4 separate regions of the Mus musculus genome follow, and all the other regions are linked to region 2. A link is a contact called in public ChIA-PET, Hi-C and promoter capture Hi-C data. All regions are on one chromosome and are shown on one strand. Each heading gives the region's core, a stretch centred on a gene start, on an enhancer-like site or on the middle of the called end of the contact. The rest is flanking DNA. Distances are from core to core; before and after follow the strand shown.

Evidence for each region. Promoter capture Hi-C pulls out the DNA fragments that hold promoters and counts their contacts. Hi-C and Micro-C count contacts between places; a contact is called where the count stands out from the background. ChIA-PET counts read pairs in DNA pulled down with a chosen protein or histone mark.
Region 1: a contact with region 2 is called in an RNA polymerase II ChIA-PET map of effector CD8 T cells, with 9 read pairs. The contact joins the enhancer-like site here to the promoter of Nol10 in region 2. A contact is called at or near these places in 7 of 39 promoter capture datasets (the 3T3-L1 cell line, the HPC-7 cell line, cranial neural crest and 3 more), 2 of 115 datasets of contacts at active chromatin or transcription factors (effector CD8 T cells and memory CD8 T cells) and 1 of 9 other capture datasets (liver).
Region 3: a contact with region 2 is called in a promoter capture Hi-C map of cranial neural crest. The contact joins the enhancer-like site here to the promoter of Nol10 in region 2. A contact is called at or near these places in 12 of 39 promoter capture datasets (the 3T3-L1 cell line, the C10 cell line, the HPC-7 cell line and 7 more).
Region 4: a Hi-C map of embryonic fibroblasts shows a contact between it and region 2, with 4 times the contacts expected there. The contact joins the enhancer-like site here to the promoter of Nol10 in region 2. A contact is called at or near these places in 20 of 39 promoter capture datasets (the 3T3-L1 cell line, 3T3-L1-derived adipocytes, the C10 cell line and 11 more), 1 of 15 datasets of contacts at CTCF or cohesin (pro-B cells), 26 of 484 Hi-C or Micro-C datasets (3T3-L1-derived adipocytes, B cells, the Ba/F3 cell line and 18 more), 3 of 115 datasets of contacts at active chromatin or transcription factors (the HPC-7 cell line, astrocytes and large pre-B cells) and 1 of 9 other capture datasets (embryonic stem cells).

What each region holds. Positions count from the first base shown.
Region 1 is chr12:17,713,938-17,719,036 of GRCm38.p6, forward strand. All of the region lies in intron 1 of Hpcal1 (hippocalcin-like 1), which reads left to right. It overlaps Gm40842 (a long non-coding RNA gene), which reads left to right. Exons shown (of 3, transcript XR_001780564.2): 2 at 1-4,626; 3 at 4,809-5,099. Among named protein-coding and RNA genes, the nearest start is that of Gm40842, 5.1 kb to the left of the region's middle. Within about 2 kb of position 1,979, at least 88 of the 459 cell types and tissues checked have an H3K27ac peak or open chromatin away from gene starts, as enhancers often do. A contact at or near this core is called in the HPC-7 cell line, effector CD8 T cells, hematopoietic stem and progenitor cells and 1 more, where this site is marked.
Region 2 is chr12:17,346,015-17,351,112 of GRCm38.p6, forward strand. Nol10 (nucleolar protein 10) reads left to right here and starts at 2,479. Exons shown (of 21, transcript NM_001008421.1): 1 at 2,479-2,605; 2 at 4,502-4,547. The coding sequence starts at 2,540. It overlaps Gm46336 (a long non-coding RNA gene), which reads right to left and starts at 2,388. Exons shown (of 2, transcript XR_001780553.2): 1 at 2,268-2,388.
Region 3 is chr12:16,952,295-16,957,539 of GRCm38.p6, forward strand. It overlaps Rock2 (Rho-associated coiled-coil containing protein kinase 2), which reads left to right. Exons shown (of 33, transcript NM_009072.2): 8 at 202-293; 9 at 967-1,126; 10 at 2,613-2,673; 11 at 3,376-3,387; 12 at 4,932-5,011; 13 at 5,167-5,215. Among named protein-coding and RNA genes, the nearest start is that of Gm22303, 15 kb to the left of the region's middle. Within about 2 kb of position 2,572, at least 10 of the 459 cell types and tissues checked have an H3K27ac peak or open chromatin away from gene starts, as enhancers often do.
Region 4 is chr12:17,037,417-17,043,011 of GRCm38.p6, forward strand. No RefSeq gene overlaps it. Among named protein-coding and RNA genes, the nearest start is that of 2410004P03Rik, 28 kb to the left of the region's middle. Within about 2 kb of position 3,330, at least 34 of the 459 cell types and tissues checked have an H3K27ac peak or open chromatin away from gene starts, as enhancers often do. A contact at or near this core is called in the C2C12 cell line, the HL-1 cell line, embryonic fibroblasts and 2 more, where this site is marked.

The DNA of each region.
Region 1 (5,099 bases), core at 729-3,228, 370 kb after region 2:
CCCTGGAGAGCTCTCAACACCATAGCAAGATTTGGGTTACTTTCCTACCCAAACGTTCTCCATTCAAGATGGTAGGTCACCCGGGCAATGAAGTGGTTTGGGAGACCTAATTATGCAAATTACCTTGACGTGTGGGAGCTCAGTTTAGCCTGTTACACATGGAAGTGATAGTTTGCCTAAATAAGCATCAGCCAACATTAACCCTGAGGAAGGGAATTCTTCTTGGGCTTCTTTTGGATACCTGTCTTGTTCTCTCTAGGAATTAGCTTCCTGCCCACCACTAATGCCGGCTAAGCCACTGTTCTCCAAACACAGAACTGCCTGTCTCTGTGGAAATGCAGAGTCCCCAGCCCATGCCTGGCTTGGCCAGCCACTGGCTGCCCATGGCTGAGCAGTTTGTATGTTAAGTGTAGCCTCTCATCTCACCACCTGCAGAGTATCATATCAGCAGCTTCTGGAAACTTCCCTCTTCCCTGTCCCTTGCTGTCACAGCTTATTTTATTCTCTTGGGACAAGGGATATCCCTTTTTCCTCCTGTCGCCTCCAGTGCTGTTCTCCAGCCCTGCGTGTGGCACACAGTCCTCAGAACGCTCTTTGGAGAGTTGTCTGCAAAGTCCAGTCACTACTCTGAGACTGGCTGGTATCCCTGTGCTGGACTTGGGTTCCTGGAGACTTCCCATGTGTGTATCAGCCTGGATGCTTTGCCTCTGTTCAGGGTGGTTCATTTGCCTCTTAGGACTTCAGGGCATCCCTCAGCTCCCTACCTCCTCCTAACAAATTCTTTGTAGTCTTCTATGGACCTGGAAATGTGGCCATGGGTGGGATTATCACACTGATGCTCAACCCCAGATGAGCTGCAGAGGACCAGCTCATTTGAGTGGGCTCATTGGCTCTGTCCATGCTGTGAACCTCAGTGTGTGTTTTATTAACATTTTAGGAAGGTTTAATTATACAGGCCTTAGCCCAGACTGGGGATGGAACTCAGCTGCTAGAAGGCTTGCCTGGCATGCATGAAGCCCTGCAGGTGATCTTCAGTATCATATAAACCTAGTTGTGCTGGAGCGTGTCTGTAGTTAAAGCCCAGCATTAAAGGTCGAGGCATGCTGATCAGAAGTTCAAGGTCATCCCTGGCCGTGTAGAGAGTTCAAGGCTAACCTGAGCTATAGGAGCCCCTGTCTCGTTCAAAACAAACAAACCTTTAGCTTTAGTGTGGAGAACACTAAGCAGGACAGCCTCTAGACCCTTCCATGTCTAACCCATTGTTCTTGAAACCTGCACCCATTCTTTATAATTTTGGATGTGCTCAAGAATTCCTAGGTCATGTTGGGTGGCCTTGGGTCTGTGACAACCTTGAGAGCCATTCGAGATATGATCGACAAGCAAAGAACCTGGTATGTGGGAGGGACCAGGGCCTGTGACAGGGAGATGTCCCTGGCGCTGGCCTCCCGACAATTACCAGAACAGAAACTCTGTAGAGGGCCAGGTAAGAGCCACATTACTGCTTTGGGGCTCTGGCTAGGCCTTGGACTGACTCCTCACTTCAGCCCTGTGGATAAGGGCCACACTAAGAGGAGTCAGACATGGCTTTGGGGTAGAATAACACATGAATCCACTCTCAAGCTACATGGAAGTAGCAGATGCTGGGAGCAAGATGCTGCCCTGTTCCCTGGCATCAGGAAGGACACCAATAAGAAGCCTGTGATGCCTCCATCCTTCCCACAGGCCTGAGGGAGACTGAGTCTGATGCGAAACAAGGAGCATCCCCAACAGTACAGGTCTGGAAAAGGCTGGATTCAGCAGAGACTTAAGGGGCCTTTACCTTGCCCTACATGTGTCAGTACAAAGGACTGTGTCCTACTCTAAGAACAGGCGCGGGGTTCCTCAGCCACAGATGCTGAAGCAGAAGTGACATTCTGTGAACTCAATGCTGGACCTGCTTATCAAACCCCACCCTTCCTGCCTTGACAGAAGAAGATGACACAGTGGTTCCCAGAGGGGAAGTGACTCTTGGAGATGACAGTGAGTTGGGGCAGAGCCTCCACTGTCTTCCCTTCCATTTAAGTGTCCTCAGCCAGTGTCTCCCCAAGAGGTGTCTTATGTTCTTGGGGCCTCTCTCAACTCTAGCTGCCACCCCATGCCCACCCTCAGTATTTCTCAGCAAGACCATGTTGGGCCCCCCAACTTTTTTTCACTAAGCTTCCCCCTAAAGGGGGTGGGAGATAAGGGTAAGGCTGTGGCCCTGGAACTCCTGAGTGTTATGATTTAAAAGAAAATGGTCCCTATAGGTTCATAGGGAGTGGCACTCTTAGGAGGTGTGGCCTTGTTAAAGGAAGTATGTCACTGGGGATGGGCTTTGAGGTCTCAGATGCTTAAGCCGGGCCCAGAGTGTCATCGTCACTTCCTGCTACCTGCAGATCAATATGTAAAACTCTCAGCTACCTCTCTAGCACTATGTCTGCCTGCACACTGCCTGCCATCCTTCCCACCATGGTGGCAATGGACTAAATGTCTGAAACTGTAAGCAAGCCCCAATTAAATGCTCTCCTTTATAAGAGTTGCTGTAGTCATGGTGTCTCTTCACAGCAGTAGAAACCCTGAAGACACCAGGTTTTTGTCTAAAGGAAAAATGGTCTGATACTTGTTTACACCTCAAAAGAGACAACTGCAGTAGGTAGGAGTCATCTCCATTGTGTGTGTGTGTGTGTGTGTATATGTGTGTGTGTGTGTGTGTGAGAGAAAGAGAGAGAGAGATTAGTGTAACTTCCAATACAAAGATATGGGCTAGGGAAAGAGAGCGAGGGAATGAGAGACAAAGAAAAGGGGAGAGAGGGAAACAGAGACAGACTGTGGTTGTGTGTGTGTGCCTGTGTGTCTTGTCTCTCTCTGTCTCTCCCTGTGTCGGTCTTTAGATGGAAGATAACCAAGTCAAGCCCTCTACCCCTGGAGGTTAGGGGTGAGGAACTTGAGTGAATGTGAATGGTAGGTCATCAGATAGAGTGGAGTCGAGTTGTTCAACTAATTCAGCAGGTTCTTGCTAGCCCTAGGCTAGCAGGCCAGAGTGGGTGGAGTGGGGCAGGTTATGGCCCAGCCAATGATGGCTTAGAGAAGCCTGGTGTGGCCAAGGAAGGCATCTCAGCCAGGGGCTGTGAGGGAGTTTGTAGGGTCACAGGATGTGGGGACTATTTGGGCTAGTCCTTGCCTGAGCTCTGTTGTAAGAGGCCCAGCCTGCTCTTAGCCTCTGTCCGTGGTCTTCCTTCAGCCTTCTGAGCACTGTGAATAGTAGACTGAATTTTCTCATTTTAAAATTGACTGATTCCTCTGTGAAGAAAATCATCAGTCTAGAGGGTTGGCCAGTACCTGAGCTCAGAGACAGAGGTTTGTGTCTCTCTCACCCCGGTTCCTAAGAGCTTTCTAGGGAGGGGTAGTTAGCCTGTTTCAGGTCAAGGGAGCCAGCACTGGGACATGGCTTCTCCTGTGCCCACACATCCAGGTCAGGGACTTCCTGTTCATCACATGGCCATATACCCAGAATGGGAGCTTCCTGTGTTCAGTGGCTTCTGTGCTCAAGGCCCTGTTCTCACCTCTGCCCCAGCTTTCCTGTTGAGAATTTCTTAGCACACACTCTTGAAGCCCATATGTTCTGGTGGTCAACCTTGGCCATTTTGGTTTTGATTTTATTTCATTTTTATTTTTTTGACACAGTGTCTTACTGTATAACTCTGGCCAGCCTGGAACTTACTATGTAGATAGACTAGGCTAGCCTTAAACTTATAGAGATCTGCCTGCCTCTTCTCCCCTAGGTCTAGAATTCACCACCACCATGGTCTTGGTTTTGATTTTTGAAGAAAAAAATTTAATTCCGTTTTTACACACAAACTTGCATATTTTGGTAAGACTAGAAAATACAGGAAAGCAAAGCCCCCCACCCCCACCCCCCGAAAGGGCCCTCCTTCTCCATGGCCAGCAAGATGGCTCTGCAGATAAAGACACTTCCCTGTGAGTACGACAACCTGAGTTTGGTCCCTGAACAGCACATGGTATAAAGAAAGAACTAACTCCCTCACGTTGTCCTCTGGCTTCCACACATGTGCTTTGGTGTGTGTACCCATACACACACATATACATCAATACACACACAAATGCGGTTTTTACAAATTCTCATCATTGCCCTGTTCGACCCTATTAGCATGCCGAGGTGTCTCTCTCCATTTGTGTCTGTCCATTTAAGGAGTTCTGCTCTCTGGAAGCAGAGCACATAGGACTCGTGTCCTCAAGCTGCTCCCAGCTGTAAAGGAATAAAACCGTCTCACTGTCACCCAGCCTCCATGGGCACCTGAACATTATATAAACATGTGCGCGTGTGCTTCAGCCAAAACCAGTGCCTCCTCCTCGGTTTATTCTTGTTTAGTGTACCGTGGAGACCAGTACTGTCCAGCAGAGCAGGCTCCCTGGCTCACTCTCCTTCCTCAGCAAGCCCTGTGCCCAGGGAGGTCAGAGGCTCACACATGGGGTTTTGTCTCCTTGCTACACATGTAGAACCTGAAGGGAAACATTGTGTCTATGTGTTAGATATAATTGTGTTTGTCTTTTTCCTGAAAGGTGCACTCAGTGATGTTTCTATGTCTTGTAAGTGTTGACACTGTGATCGAGGGTTCTGGGGGGTTGGGGGGCAGTAGGGAGGTGGGGTCATGGGGTAGGGTGGGGGGTGATAGGGTGTGGTCATGTGGTCATGGGGTCGCAGGGTTGTGGGGTGGTGGTACATGCTGCTTTGTAAGCATTATTTCCCCTTCTCCTTGTGTCATATGCAGCTGGGTCTCTTCTGTGGCTGTGATGAACATCTGATTCTCAAGCACGAAGGAGGCTGCCTCCTTTTGCATCTCTATGTCTGCAATCCTTGTGTATTCCTCACCCTTAATAATAAAATACAGAGGATAATGGGGCATCACTGACACCAGGGTCTAAGGCTGGAGCTGCTATGCTGGGTCTTTACTTTTTTTTTTTTATTTCATTTCCTTGCAACCCTTGGGTGGAACCCAGGCTGGGCAAGGCCTCTCTGTTGAGGTCTAGCACCAGCTCCTCTCATTCTCTCTGGGATGACT
Region 2 (5,098 bases), core at 1,229-3,728:
TGCTCAGAGAACTACAATCCTTGATGCTAATCATAGGTTTGCTTCAAAGTACCCAATAATCCAAGGATGCTGAGGTCCCTAGCTGCCTAGTGAGGCTGGGCAACATATAGAGGCTCTAATATATTATTTAATATTTAGTGACAAATACATAAAAGTAGACCCATCCTAGGATGAATAAAGACTTGTAGGTTCTTTAAAAAGGACAATTTTTGGAGTTGGGAGAAATGGCTCAATGGTTAAGAGCATTTACTGCTCTTCCAGAGGACTCAACTTTGGTCCCCAGCACCCTGACAACCACCTGTAACTTCAGCTCCATGGGATCCAATGTCTTTAGATGTAGGTACCTGCACTTCTGTGCAAATACACACTCACACACACACTTTAAAATAATAAAAACAAAGTAAAATGAGTCCTATTAACTTCAAATGGACTGCCATCTTAAGGGAACTATAGTCCCCATAGAAAAAAGCCAACTTTAGAAACAACAGCCTTACATTTAGTTCAATACTATCAAAGTTGCAGGATATTTTAAATAATTGCAAACCAGTCAGAGAAAAAAACCCAAATCTGTTATTAATGACATTCATACAGAACAGAAAAATGAGCAATATATTTAACAGGTGAGTCTTGGTAAACAGGTAGAACTTGGGTATAAGGGCATGGGAGGTATTCTGAAGTCCAGCACAGCAAACCTTCAGATATGACACCAAATGCTCAAACATCTAGGTGCTACAGGAGACAGTACTGAGCTGAAACAAAATGGCCTAGGATCTTTAACCACATTAGAAACAGAACACATCAACAAACTGTCCAATGTTCTTGCTTTGATTTTTCTTTTAAAATGTTTATGTATTTATTTATTTGTCTATGGACATGAACATGCCACTGAGGGTATATGGAGGCTGGAGAATAATTGGCAGAAGTCTGTTCTCTACTTCTGTCATGTGGGTTCCAAGGACTCAGGTCATCAAGCATGGTGGCAAGCACCTTTACCTACTGAGCCTTCTGCCCAGGGTGGCCTTGAATTCACTATATAGGTATTATCTTCAACACCTCATCCTTTTGCCTTCTCTGAAGTGCTGAGACTGGATGCACACACCACCATGCCCAGCCTTTTTCATTCTTCCCTTTTTTAATACTACAGAGATGCCAAGGTTTAGATCTTCAATATGGGAACCAGAGGCAGAAACGGGCTACTCTACAGATTTAGCCAAGGTGACTATGAAGACAGCATTGAGCTAATAAAAAGTGCATGGTGGAACAGTGAATTAAGGAAGCTGGTTTTAGAAGTAGGCAGTCATGGTGCTGGCAGGCAATTGTGGTGATAAATAGATCACAACTAAGGTCTGGAGGCCAGAGAATTTTCTAGTTTTGAAGACACAAAATAACTTTTGATTGAGTTGAGATATTACACGCTAAGTTTTGGGATTCTAACCTCTTTATACATTTATTTATTTATTTATTTTTGTTGAGACTGTAATCCAGGCCTTGGTAATTCTCCAGTCTCAGTCTTTTAGACACTAGAATTTTAGGTGGGGGTCACTGTGCCTCGCTTGGGAATTGGCAATTCCTCAGTCTAATTTGGAATACGAGCACAAGAAGGTACTGTTTCAATCACCTAAGTCAAAAATTCTTGAGCACATCTATGGGTGATCCCAGAGGAAAGATCAGTCGTCCCAGAAAGGAGTGAAGCAGCTGTTTGAACTTTAAGGGGCTGACAGGGACCTGCAACTCAGCACAAGGTGGTCTGAGTGGTGTCTACATGGCACCATCTTAAGACCTGGGAGTCCGGGGACTGTGCCAACACTACTTGATAGAGAAACAGCACAGAAAAGTTCTGTAGCAGATCGCTCTGCTCAGAAAGAAAAGGCTTCCACCAGAGTACAAGCCTTTGCAAAGCCAGCAGGAACTAGTGAGCCATGGCCCAGGGGCAAATGAAGATGAAAGCACCCGACCGTAGTTGCCGAGAGGGCTTGAGTGGACCCTGACTATGAGAGCGTAAGTGCCTATCAAAGAGTCGACTGGAGCCAGGGTTTGATAGTGGTTTCACATGACTTTGGAGAAAGCATTACTTAACCATTCTCTCTTTCCCAGACTCGTCTTTTCATAATGTGTTTGGAAGAGGATATAGAGAAAGACTGGCGAGGGTCCTCTGCTGTTAGAAAGTCATCCCAAGGCCTCTGATGTGGACAACAGAACTTCCTAAAAATGGTAAGTGGTTATAACTGTCACATTCTAGTCTCAAACGATATCAGGTTCAAACTCACTTCCCCATCTCATGCTTTCTCGTACGATTTTTCTTTTCATTTTCGCTTTTTCCAACCCCAGAGCACATCTCCCCGGACCCGCTCTTGCCGCCTCTAGTGCCTCCGCCCTGGGGCAGCCTAGTGAGCGCGCACTTCCGGAGCCAGGAAGTGCGTCATCAGCTCGCGCCAGTTCCCGCACGTTGTGCCGGTTCGCCTCGGGTTTGGATGCTAGGGTATTCGGGTGGGCCGGCGTTCTGTGACTGCGTGCCGGGCTCCGGCTGCTCCGCGCTGCGATGCAGGTCTCCAGCCTCAACGAAGTGAAGATTTACAGCCTCAGCTGCGGCAAGTCTCTTCCCGAGGTGAGTTCTCGCCCCCTCGCCATCGCCCTGGGAGCGTGTATCTCTAACTTACCATCGGCTGACCGTGGTGGCTGGTTTTATGTCAACTTGACACAAGCTAGAGTTAACTGGAAGGAGGGAATCTCAATTGAGAAAATGCCCCCATAAGATCTAGCTGTAGGACACTTTCTTAATGATTGATGGGGAAGAGCTCAGCCCTTGGTGGTGCCGTTCCTGGGCTATGGCTCTGGGTTCTATAAGAAAGCAGGCCCAGCAAGCCAGTAAACAGTACTGCTCCATGGCTTTTGCATAAACACCTGCCTCCAGGTTCTTGCCCTGTTTGAGTTTCTTCAGTGATGGACCGTGATGTAGAAGTGTGGCTGAAATAAACTCTTTTCTCCCCAAGATGCGTTTGGTCATGGTATTTTATCACACTATAAAAACCCTAAGACAAGACCGTTGTTTTGCCTGCATTGGGTTCACGTGTAAGAACGTGCTAACTGTTTAGAAACTACTCTCACGTGCTTTAATTAAAAACCTTATTGCCTGAAAACAGTCAGAGCAATACAGTCACAGACTGCAGAGAGGAGGACTGTGGCTCACCCTTAGTCTGTTTAAAGTCTCATCCTGTTCCAAATGCAGACTGCCTTGGTGTATACTTAGGGTCTAGGGAGGTGAGTTCACATGTTTAGAGATTATTTTGCCATAACTAGTAAGAATAGTACATTGACTTTTCCCTTTTAGAAAGGATTTTTTTTTCTATTGGGGGCATTTAACCTCAAATTTATTGACGTTTTAAGCTGGACAAGTCTTGTTGCTAGTGTTGTTTGCCAGCATCCCTGGTCCATACCTACAAGATCCAATTGTGATGACAGACTAAAATGTAAAGACTTGCCATAAGCCATCTGGGAAGCAAAATTGTCCCGGTAGAGACCCAGCCACTCAGTGTCACGATAACTGACTAGTGCTTTGGTTGCTGTTCATTCAACTGTTGCCTGTAGAAGAAAATCAGCTTCCAGTGAATGTGCTGGTAAAAACCACTTCTTATCCAGGGTCGTCTATTAGGCCAGTCATAGGTCTGTTTCTATTCTTTGTAAGAAATACATTTGGCTGGCAAAGAGACACGTTTATAATCCCAGTGCTTAGGGCGCTGAGACAGGACATTTGTGAGCTTGTGTTCAGCCTGGGCGACAGAGCTTACATTGTGTGACTCTATCTTAACACAGGAATATGCACACACATTGGGTGCACTCACTCCATATAGAAATTAAAACCCATCATTTCAAGAGTTTGCATTATCTTAGCTTAGATGGATTAATTTTATGCTTTTATAATTCTTTGTAAAACAGATGCTTTAAAATTGTTTAGTATATGTAAATATATTTTTTAGAAAGTCCAGAATATGAGGGCTGGAGAGATGGCTCAGCACTTAGATTACTGACTACTCTTCCAGAGGTCCTGAGTTCAATTCCTAGCAAACACATGGTGGCTCGCAACGGTCTCTGATATGATCTGATGCTTCTGGTGTGTCTGAAGACAACAACAATGTACTCACATATATAAAATAAATTAGTCTTAAAAAAAAGCTGGGAAGTGGTTAAGAGCACTTTCTCTTCTTCCAGAGATCCTGAGTTCAATTCCCAGCAACCACATGGTGGGTGGAAATACTTTATTCTGGGATCTGATGCCCTCTTCTGGTATGCAGGCATACATGCAGACAGAGCACTTACATACATTAAAAAAAAAAAAAAAAAGTGAAAATCCAGAATATATGTTATCATGGAGTTAAGATTATAGAATAGTCCTACTTTTCATTTTATTATTTCCTGTAAGCATACATTTTCTCAAATGAACATTATTTTGCATGTGGAAGATAATTTAGGTGTGTTTTAAAGTGCACTGTCTGCTTTCTCGTAGTGGCTTTCTGACAGGAAGAAGAGAGCACTGCAGAAGAAGAATGTCGGTGAGTATGCAGGGTGCTCCAGCTTGTCATCTGCCTGTGGGCAGTGTCCTCAGTTCTCTGGCTCTCAGGCATGGGCTGTGGGAAATAAGCTTTTTGCCTTCTGTCTTTGGCATTGTTGGCCACTGTTCTCCTGGTGGTGTGATGTCCCCCTTCCGGTTAACAAGGTAGCCTCTCCCCCTCTTATGGATGGCAGCGAGGCTCCTGGGTTAGAGACACAAACTTCAGGATGCACGACATGGCAAGATGGCAGGAATTTCAGCATGTTTATCCCAGTTGTCCCTTGAGTCAGCATGGTTTGGATGAGGCCTGTACACAGTGGGTCTACGTTTCACAGAGGAGCCCAGAGGTGGGAAGCCCACTGTTTTGGTAGCAGGCAGAAAACAGGCCTGCCCTTCTATGACCTCCTTTGTCAAATTCCTCAATTGCCAACAGCCCTGAGACATGGCTCAGGTAAAAGTGGTCAGACTCTTGCAGGACTGCCATACTCAGCAAAGTGGCCCAAGGAGGACTGTCGTTCAAAACAGTTCTGTAACTGCTTTGTTCCTAATGTG
Region 3 (5,245 bases), core at 1,322-3,821, 390 kb before region 2:
TTACTGTGCACTACACATCATTATACCTCTTTAATCTGTCCAAAGATCAGATACTTCAAAAGTGACATAGCTTATTTTTGAGAAATGTTTAAGCTGAAACTTTTAGTAAAAATATTTAAAGTTATAATCCTTGCTTTTGTGAAAATATTAAAAATTAATATTCTTATTTTTCACAATATAATCTTTAACTGCATTATTTAGGGAGGTACGACTTGGAAGAAATGGGGTAGAAGAAATCAAACAGCATCCTTTCTTTAAGAATGATCAATGGAATTGGGATAACATAAGAGAGAGTAAGTCAACCTAAGTGTTTCCATTTCATCACATTTTGGATCAAATTGAATTCCTCTTCAGAAATAGCAGACATGTTTGATGGAGTATGTGATAACTCAGTTTTAAATCTAGAGATTTCCTTTTCCTGTGGCAAAATTTGTAAGTAAATTGATCCTCATTGTTCTAGTAAACTAGTGTTCCTTTTAACAGCAACATTTCCCAACTCTTTTTGTAATAAACATTATTCATCTCTTATTTGGCAGTTTTGTTGATCTCGGCAATAGAATATGATCCTTTAACTTGAGTACTTAAGTTGATAAATTAATATTATTTATTGAGACCATATTGTGATAGAACATAGTTATTTACTTTATGTATATGACGTTGACTCATTTTAAGAGTAAGAAATATTCCTGCTTAAGAAATGTAGAAAACTAAGATCCTCTACAATGTGTATGTTACTGCTATGTGTAAGTTTTCGCCTCTAGAAGAATTTAATAGACTTTCCTTGCTTGCTATATTAATCCATATTTAAAGCTGTTCTAATATGGTAATAAATTATTTATGAAGTTTTAAATCTATGACATGTCAAATAGAAGATGCGTTGCTAGGTTTTTGTATAAAATATCATACTATCTCATGAAAATTAGTTTATTTTGGCTGTGAGTGAAATCATATTTTTTTTCCTCACAGCGGCAGCTCCAGTGGTACCTGAGCTCAGCAGTGACATAGACAGCAGCAACTTTGACGACATTGAGGATGACAAAGGCGATGTAGAGACCTTCCCGATTCCTAAAGCTTTTGTGGGAAATCAGCTGCCTTTTATAGGATTTACCTACTTTAGAGAAAATTTGTATGTGATTTATTTGTTAAATTTTATTGTTACAGCATAGCCTAGCTGTCAAGTTTTTTCTTAACGGACTCCTTTTAATTTTATTTCATCATTTGAAGTTTGAATGTTACATTTTATTCATTTACAAATGATTGAAAGGCACTGTCCTATATTCTTTTGAAGATATGCAGTAAGAACAAATACTTGACTTTGATGGAGTTTATTATCTCATGAAGAATATAAGAGAATCACAGAATTATAAAGAAAGGTAGAATGTGATTTGCCTTTAAACAGATTATCACAGTGGATGTTCTTCTGAGGGAGTTTTGACTGGTAAGCAAGGAGAAGCCACTGAAAACTGTTAAATATTGGAATCAAATGTTATAAGTGTTTGAGAAACTTCTTGGTACACTCACATATCATGATGAGAGTGACCAGCTGTCCCAATCTCTCCAGGTTTAGGTGTTTCCTAGGATGAGATAACAAAACCAGGAAAATCTTAGGCAAGTGAAGTTGGATTAGTCACCTTCCTTAAATTATAATATTCTAAACCTATTTTGAGTTCTGAATAAAATAAGGGTATTGGACTGGAGAGATGTCTCAGTGTTTAAGAGCCCTGGCTGCTCTTCTGGGGGACCCAGGTTTGATTTCCAGCACCCACATGACAGCTCACCACCATCTGTAATTCCAGTTCCAGGAGATCCGAAGCACTCTTCTGGCCTCCATGGACAGCAAGCATGCATGTGGTGCACAGACTAACATTTAGGCATCAATTAAACAGTATGTGTTTTTTTTAAAAAGTGTCAGGGATAAAGGAAACTTATCCATGTTTATAGATGGTGGGAAGGACAAAACTGAAAGAGAAATTGACAGTTATATCAAAAAGATGACTTAGGGGCTAAGAAGATGGCTTAGTAGATAGGGGCTTTGCTGCCAAGCCTGATGACTCACATGGTGAAAAGAGAAGACCGACTCCCACAGATTGTCCTCTGATGTCTACATGTATCTCCTGGTGTTTGTGTACATGAACACACACAATAACTTGAGTGTAAAAAAATGTAAAGTTTCACTGGGTGGTGGCAGCACACGCCTTTAACCCAGCACTCGGGAGGCAGAGGCAGGATGAATATCTGTTACTTTGAGGCCAGCCTGGTCTACAGAGCAAGTTCCAGGAAAGCCAGGCCTACACAAACCCTGTCTCGGGGGGGGAAAGATTACTGAGTTATTTAAATTATGATACCAAACTCATATGTTATCTTTGCAAAAAGAAGAAGAGCTGTTCCTTTCTAAAAGAAATTATAGAATATAGTCATTATAGAAGCTCAAGTGGGATGAAGAGGTCTGTGTTGTGAGTCTAGTCCTAACATAGTTAAGACTGGTTTCTTTGGAGAGGCAGAGAGCAGAATTAGTGCTTCACTTAGAATGCTCATGGTCTGAAAGTAGCTTGATTAATGTGATTAAATGGATTAAAGTGTAATGAAAAGAATCTCTCCTTCTGTCCTTCCAGGTTATTAAGTGACTCTCCACCTTGTAGAGAAAATGATGCAATACAAACAAGGAAAAGTGAAGTATGTATACATTTTTTACTGTTTTATTTACTTTAGTAACATGTTCAAATACTTACACCACTATTTTGATTTTTAATTATTTTTGTGTACAAGTGTTTTGCTTGTATTAATATCTGTTCATCAAGTGCATGCAGTGTTGTGGAGGTCAGAAGGGAGGGTTGGAGCCTCTGGACTTGTAGTCGGTTCCACCAAGTTGATTTTGGGAACTGAATCTAGATCATCTGTAGACCAGTGCTCTTAACTACTGGACCATGTTTCCAGCGCCATCATACCAGTGATTTTAAAAGCTCACTTGATACTCCTTATGCGAATATGTGCTTTTAGCTTCATTCATTATTAGGAATGATAGATTTAAAACTAGCTGTAATTCCAGCTAGAAGACATTATGATCTTAGTGTGGTAAAAGAGTATAAGCAATGGGGCACATAACTAGGGGAGAGGTTAAAATTCTGAGTTCCTGTTTACGAGTGTATATAAAGAACAGTGACTCAAAGCATTAAAATAATTTGTGACTACATACAAAGCTAAATCATATGTAAATATTTCTTCACATGTAATGAAAGGTAGAAAAACCTGTTAGGTAATTTTGGAATGGTATACATTGTATGTCTTTTATAAGTACTTTTATGTGTCTTTTATATGAGACTTTTATAAAATATAACAAGCATTGAAATGTTTTCTTTCCTTCCTTTTTCTGAATAGGAAAGTCAGGAGGTACGTTATCAAATACACCGAAAAGGAGGAAAAAGTCATGTTTTAATCTAGTCATAGTCTGCTTCCCATTTGGAGTACTGCACCTACCCAAGAGACTTCCCATCCTTTTTCCTACCAAGTACCCTTTTATTATTTTTCTTATGAGTCTGTTGTTTAAAATATGAGTTATGTAATATTTTTGTCTTTATTTATCAAGGACATGTAACAGTATGTTCAGAATATTACAGCAATCAAACAACCAAAGTACTTACCTTGACAAGCTCATTAGTCTGTATTTTCTTTAAAAAAAAAATATATATATATATATATAGTTTTTTCTCCCCTCCCCTTCCCTCCTTTCAGAAAGTGTCTCAATTGTACCTGGAACTCAAAGATAAGTCAGATTGGATGACCAGCAAGCCCCAGGGATCTGCTTGTCTCTGCCATATTTTCCACCAAACTCCCCACCCCCACCCCAAGCACTGGAGTTAGAGATTCACACTTGATTTTGTTGTTGTTTTGTTTTAGTTGGTTGGTTGGTTGGTTGGTGTTTTATTTTGTTTTGGAAATGACTTGCTTTGTAGGCTTGGCTGACCTAGAGCTTACCATCGAGTCCAGGTTGATTTCTACCTGCCTCAACCTCTAAGGCTGGGCATTACCAAACCCTGACTTTATGTGTGTGTTACTCAGTTCCTCATGCTTGTGCAGTAAGCATCTTACTGGCTGAGCCATCTCAATAGCTCTTGACCTATACTTGTTTGGGGACAATAGAGGAATTGTTGGTTGTTTTTAAGATGAATTTAATATTTAAGACGCATACTCTTTAGAACTTTGGCTTTGGTGTCATTGTTGCCTTGGCCTGAGAGTATTCATCCTTTTGAATTTCAGTTATTGAAGTGGATATCACACTACTACCATTGTTGTTGGTGTTACTATTATTATTGTTGTTGTTGTTGTTATTATTATTAGGACTGGAACTCATTATATAGAGCAGGCTGGCCTTGACCTTCCAGAAAGATCCTCTTTCCTTTGCCTCCTGAGTGCTTTAACAGCATGTGACACCACATCTAGAAGACACTGTCTTATGCATTTTGTTCTTGTTAATGGGCAACACTTGTAAATTCATGCAGGTACACTCATACATTTAAAAGATAATAGTACATTTTTTTAAAAAGAGGAATATTTTAAATGATGTATTATTATTTAATAGTTTTTTTTAAATCAGTTTAACTTGCTTTAAAATGTACCTAATTAAAAACTAAGGAAAAGGATTTGAAATGTAATTAGCTATCATTTACTCAAGATTCATTTAATCTTTCTTCATAGTAGTGTAAGGAACACAAAAGAGTTTATTCCTGTAAATGTGTTTATTCTGTACGTGTGCTGTGAATGGGAGAGCAGGAGGCGAGGGAGCGTTCCCTCTGAGTCAAAGTCACAGTCAGCAAGTACAAATCCTATGTTCTTAGAGAGGACTCTAGTAAGTGGGGACAGCAGAAGAATATCATTGTTTTCTTGAAGCTTCTCATCATTGTGACTGAAACTTAGAATTTCTTATTTTTTGACAGATTCAGAAAAAATTATATGCACTAGAAGAACACCTTAGCAGTGAGGTGCAAGCCAAGGAGGAGCTGGAACAGAAGTGCAAGTATGCTGTCAGGCAGTGCATTTTTAACTGAAGTGTAAATACAGTCCTGAAAATGAAAAGCATAGATTAATTATATAAGCACTTCCTTAATTAGTAGACTGCTTTATTATAAATTAGTATTATTTTATTTACTGTTGCTTTTTAAAATTCTTTAGATCTATTAATACTCGCCTAGAGAAAACAGCAAAGGAGCTAGAAGAAGAGGTAAAAAATTTCTGTGCTTTATTAACATTT
Region 4 (5,595 bases), core at 2,080-4,579, 310 kb before region 2:
TGGCAACGATCCCACGTCTTGGCACCAATGTCCCGTGTTAGCTACCTTTCTCATGGCTGTGGTGTGTTTCTGGCAGAGACAGCTTGGGAAGGACTCCCAGTGTTTTGCAGCTGGAAAGGACACAGCCCCTCGTGGCAGGGAAGGGGCAGCACCAGGAGCCCACTTCCTCACATCTTGGCTGAGCAAATAGTGGTGAGAAATGGATACAGGTGGTGGTCCTCAAGCTTTCTATTAAAAATAATTCATTTACTTTTATGGCTATGAGTATTTTGCTTGCAAGTTTGTGTGCTACATGTGTGCCAGGTAACCCAGGAAGCCAGGAAAGAATATAGGATTCTCTGGGACTACAGAATAGACAGTTCTGAGCTGCCATGTGGTTGCTGAGAACTGAACTTAGGTCCTTTTAACCAGTGCTCTTAACCACTGAGCCCCATCCACCCTTTTAACCTTCTATCCAATCCGGCCCTCAGCCTGTAGGATGGTGCTACTCACGTTTAGCGCAGGTCACCCTTCTATCGTTAAGCCTCTCTAGAAGCACTCTAGCAGCCACAGCCAGAGGTGTATCTCCAGGTGTGTGTACCTGTATGCTCACACTAATGTAGACATATGTGGGTATTGTGCAAGCATGCATGCACACATGTGCATGTGCACACACACACACACACACACACACACACACACACACACACCACAAGACTGGCAAAAAGCAGACTTTCTACTGAACTTGATGGAATTTACAGAATTCTTCATTTTGTTTTAGTTTGACCAGACGGTAACGTATTTTTCTTTGGGGAGAGGTAGGAAGGGAGTCATGGTTAAATCTTGCTTTCTGGTGATTTCTGGTGTAAGGATGGGAACCTGTCTCCTGGGCTTAGTTGTCAGGTACGGTGTTGCGATATTTTCCTAAGCGAGAGGATCTGGCATAGGGTTGGTGATGGCACTCAAAAGCCTGTTATCACAAAATAATTCTATCTCGCTTCCCTAAAGTCAGCATCTCACTCTCTCCAGCTGTGCCCAGCTGTGCTGGAGATGCTGCGGCCACTGGGCAGCAGCCCCCCTCCCCCATCCCCGTGCAGCTCTAGAGAGAGTGTTTGAAAATTGGATTCATTTTTGTGCTAATGGTTGAAATGATGCCCTGGGAATGTTGAACATATTATAGTGATTGCTTATTCTCCCACAGATGTGGAAGTCCATTACTGAAAAAAAAACATACATGTTTTTAATTCCCTTCATTGCCTGTCTGAGGGCTTCTTCCTTGTCTGGACAGTTTGTTTAAAGAGAAATTGTGTTGGGGCGATAATGAGAGACAGGATGGACAAGGCTAGGGAATTCTAACAATCCAAAGAAGAGCTGGAGAGGTAACACAAGAGAAATAAAACAAACCTGGTGCCAGCATTAGTCTGACGGCTGTGTCTACAGATCCCATTTCAGGGGTACATCATGCAAGGGGAGGTACCATTTTTTAAGGTATGGAGCCTGACATAGTGACTCAAACTTGTAATTCCAGCCCTGGGTAGCTAAAGGCCAGGAGGATCACATGAATTCTAGGCTAGCCTGGATTACACAAGTTGGCTATATGCTAGCCTGAGGTACAAGTGTGAGAACCTCTCACAAAGTCAAGGCAATGTCAGTGAGATGGTTCAACAGGTAAAGACCCTTGTGCAAGACTGGTAACCTGAATGGAACCCCCAGGATCCACAAAGATGTGGGAGGAGAGAACTCACTCCGTAGAGTTGTCCTGTGACCTCTGACCCTGTGATGTGGTATACACACACCTGCACACACATATAACTAACTAACTAACTAACTAACTAACTAACTAACTAAATAAATAAATAAATAAATAAATAAATAAATGTAACTCAGAAAGCCTATAACTTCTTTAGAACAAAAGGAAAAAATAGAGATCTTTCAACACAACACTTCCCATCCTTTGAATACTTTATGTAAGCTGCATAGAGCAAGCAATAGCCTTAATTCACACTTAATATTCTATCCCCTCTTTGTAGTTGCTGAGAACTTTCTTCTGTACAAAGTTCTGGGTTCTGGGTAGGCTAGCTGCAGTCAAGGTTAAGATATTTTCGACTTCATTAAGAGAGATGAAGAGTATCTTCAGAAAAGGAGTTTAAATTTGCATTTAGACAATATCCTCAGGCTAGACATGACTCAGCAGAGCTGGGACTCCTTGGGGGAAATGCTTTGAGCTTAAACAAGCTCCAACTTCCATCTGAGAGTTTGAGTTTAGCAAAGATGACCCAAGAGTCCAAAGACATTATTCATTGTAAGTGTGGACACAAGCCAACAAGATACAGCAGTCTCTTGCCACACTTGTGACATCTTAACTGACAGCCACCGAAAATCTAGATTCACAGACCCATCAGCTCTTCTGAAAATGCACCTCTTGCTTCTTAACATAGAGCTGTTCTGTTATTTTTGGTGGACATCTCTATTGGCTTCAGCCTGGAGACACACACACGCACACACACACACATGCACACACACACACACACACACACACACACACACACACACACACACAGAGAGAGAGAGAAGAGAGAGAGAGAGAGAGAGAGAGAGAGAGAGGAGAGAGAGAGAGACAGGCAGACAGAGACAGAGACAGAGAGACAGACAGAGACAGAGACAGAAAGGAGAGAAGAAGGTATGCTTAGATGACCAAGCTATAAAGCCCAGGACAGTTTTACTTCCTAAAGTTTCTATAACCTCTCCAAACAGTGCCACCAACTGTGGATCAATTGTTCAAACATATAAGCCTGTGAGAAGCATCTATCACTCAAACCACAACATACAAGTATGTTTTCAGTCATAAAAACTGGCTTTCCATTGCATCTCTTGGGGTTGGTATGTTTGGGTTCTTGTTAGCAGTAACTACAAGGGTCTTAGGTCTACCAAGTGGGAGTCAGACTCTGGCACCTGGCTCTGAGATTGGTGGTACCAAGATGCCTGTTCTGTGTTCTGCTCATATTAGGACATCACTCTCTTCATGTGGCTCTGTCTTAGGCTGCATTACGGTCTAATGCTCTATGATGCACAACATATAACAATTCTTTTTTCTTCTAGGAGTAAGTGTCTGAATGTTAAGTCTTCAAAAGTTTCCTGTTAAAAAGCCCCTGGCTGGTCCCAACTTCGGAGACATCTGAGTTTCTCTGTTTCTCCTCCATTAGCCAGCCCAGAGAGTTCTTTTCCCTTCAAGGGCATGCAATCTTGAACAATGTAGGTAGAGTTAGTTGGTAGCAGGAAGAAGCCCTGTTTGAAGGCGACTTCTAATTGAGGGATAAACAAAGTGATGACTCAGAGAAAGATTTGATGGAATGAGTCAGAGACAGGATACACCCAATTCCCATGAGAACAGACAGGAAAGAGAGCAGGCAGGGGGTGGTGGTGGGGGGGGAGGAGGCAGTTTTTTACCAGGACAGTTTTACAGACAGGTTGCAGAGAGAACAAGCTAGACACAGGGAAAGCAGACTGAGCAGAGAATAAGGATCCAGGAGGTTAGGACAGATTGCCAAAGTTAGTTTGAGGCCAAGCAGAACAATTCCTCGAGAAGCTGAGAAGTCAGATAGAATTCGTCAGCTTGGAGACCTGCACTTTTTCCACCATAAAATGTAATGTCCACGCATCCTGGGAACTATGATTGATGTCGAGTGATTCAGGGTAGTCTGTTGTTTTAGATGCTCTTCTGCATGTCTGTAAAACTTAGATTTGTCCATGAAGATGTAGGCAGGGTCAGAAAAAGTGCAGGGAAGGTCATGGAGGCTTTGTGTTTTGAGAAGGTGTGAAGGTCAGCTTTCTTTGTATTTATTTAATATTTATTCTTATTTATGCATACATGCATATGTGTGTACCTGCAGAGGCCAGAAGAGGTTGTTTGAACCCCTGGAACTAAAGATACTGAACTCCTTACAGGGGTGCTGCGATCAAACTTAAGTCTTGCGGAAGAGCTATTCATGCCTTTAACCACTGAGCCATCTCTCCAGCCCCTGATGTTCATTTTTGTCAGTTTGACACAACCTAGAATCATTGGGAAGAGAGTCTTAGCGAGGAATTATCACATTGGATTGGCCTGTAGGTATGTCTGTAGGGGAATGACTTAATTAAGCTAATTGATGTAGAAAGACTCGGCCTACAGGGGTTGCTGAACTGTGTCAGAGTGGATGAATTGTCTGTGTGCATGCAAGCAAGTTAGCAGGTACCTGTGGGGTTCTCTCTCTGCTCTTGACTGTGTGTGGATGTAATGTGACCAGCTGCTTCAAGCTCCTGTTGGGTTGACTTCACTGCAGTGATGGACTTTTAAATACCAGCAACAGGAGTGAAATCTGGAGAGAAGGGCTTTTTATCACATTGCCTAGGCTGATTTCAGATTCCCAGGTGTGACTGAGCCTCCTGCCTTGTCCTCTTGAGTTGCAGGTATGCCCTGTGAGGCCCGGTGATGTGAAATATTGTCACAAATCCAATGTGACAGTACTGAGGATGACAGCTGGAAGAGCCTGACTTTACAGTGAGACTATGTGCAAACATTGCCAGCCACCAGCTCTAGGCTCTCAGGCAATTACTTTACAAACTTCTAATTCTTTCTTTATTAGCCAAGATACTGGCTAATATTTTTATTAGCTTTATTAGTGGCAAGGTAGCTCCATCAAGCCAGGTATGGTAGCACATGCCTTTAATCCCAGTGCTTGGGACACAGAGGCAAGTGAATCTCTGAATTTGAGGCCAGTCTAGTCTACAGAATGAGTTCCAGGACCACATACACACATACAAACCTGTCTTGAGAAAAAACAAAACAAAATAAAACAAAAATATGGCTCAGGAAACGAAATATTTGCTAAATAAGCATGAAGACCTGGGCTCCATCCCCAGCAGCCACCCACCCACATACAAGATGGATATAACACACTATGCCCAGAACCTCAGGGCTTGGGAGCAGGGCAGACAGGGAGCTCATGGGAGCTCCATGTCCAGTTAGTAAACCAGTGAGAGACCCTGTCTCAAAGAATAATGTGGAGAATGATTGTTGATGACCTGGCATCGCCCTCTGGCTTCCATGTGCACCTCTGCAAAAGTGTACACATGCGAATGTGTACCCACACACATACACGCAGTTTAAAATGTGTGCTGCTTATGGCTGCTAGGAGGAGCCCGAGGTTCTGATGTCCTTTTCTGTCCTTGGCAGGTACCAAGTGCTCATGGGATACCCAGACACACATGCAGGCCAACATCCTTATGCATCACTGTTTTAAAATGTTTGAAGGCTGCCAGTCTAGAGTGAGTGTGCGTGCTAGGGCCATTTAAGAGCTCTAATGACGGTGATGATGAAGGTGATGATGGTGATGCTTGTGATGAGGGTGACGAGCTCTTGACCTTGTCCAACTTTCTGCACATGATTTGTTTGGAAGGACTGAAGTTTGAAGAGGCATGTCAAAGGCTGCCAGTCGCCCCACAAGCAGCTTTCCAGCCCTGCAGTCTTGAGAGGGGAGCACATCTGTAGATTTCCATTTGCTGCCGCCCCTATGCCTATGAGGAATGGGCTTGGTAGTCATTCTTCTCTTGTGTCTTTGCTTCTGCCCTGGAGTGCTG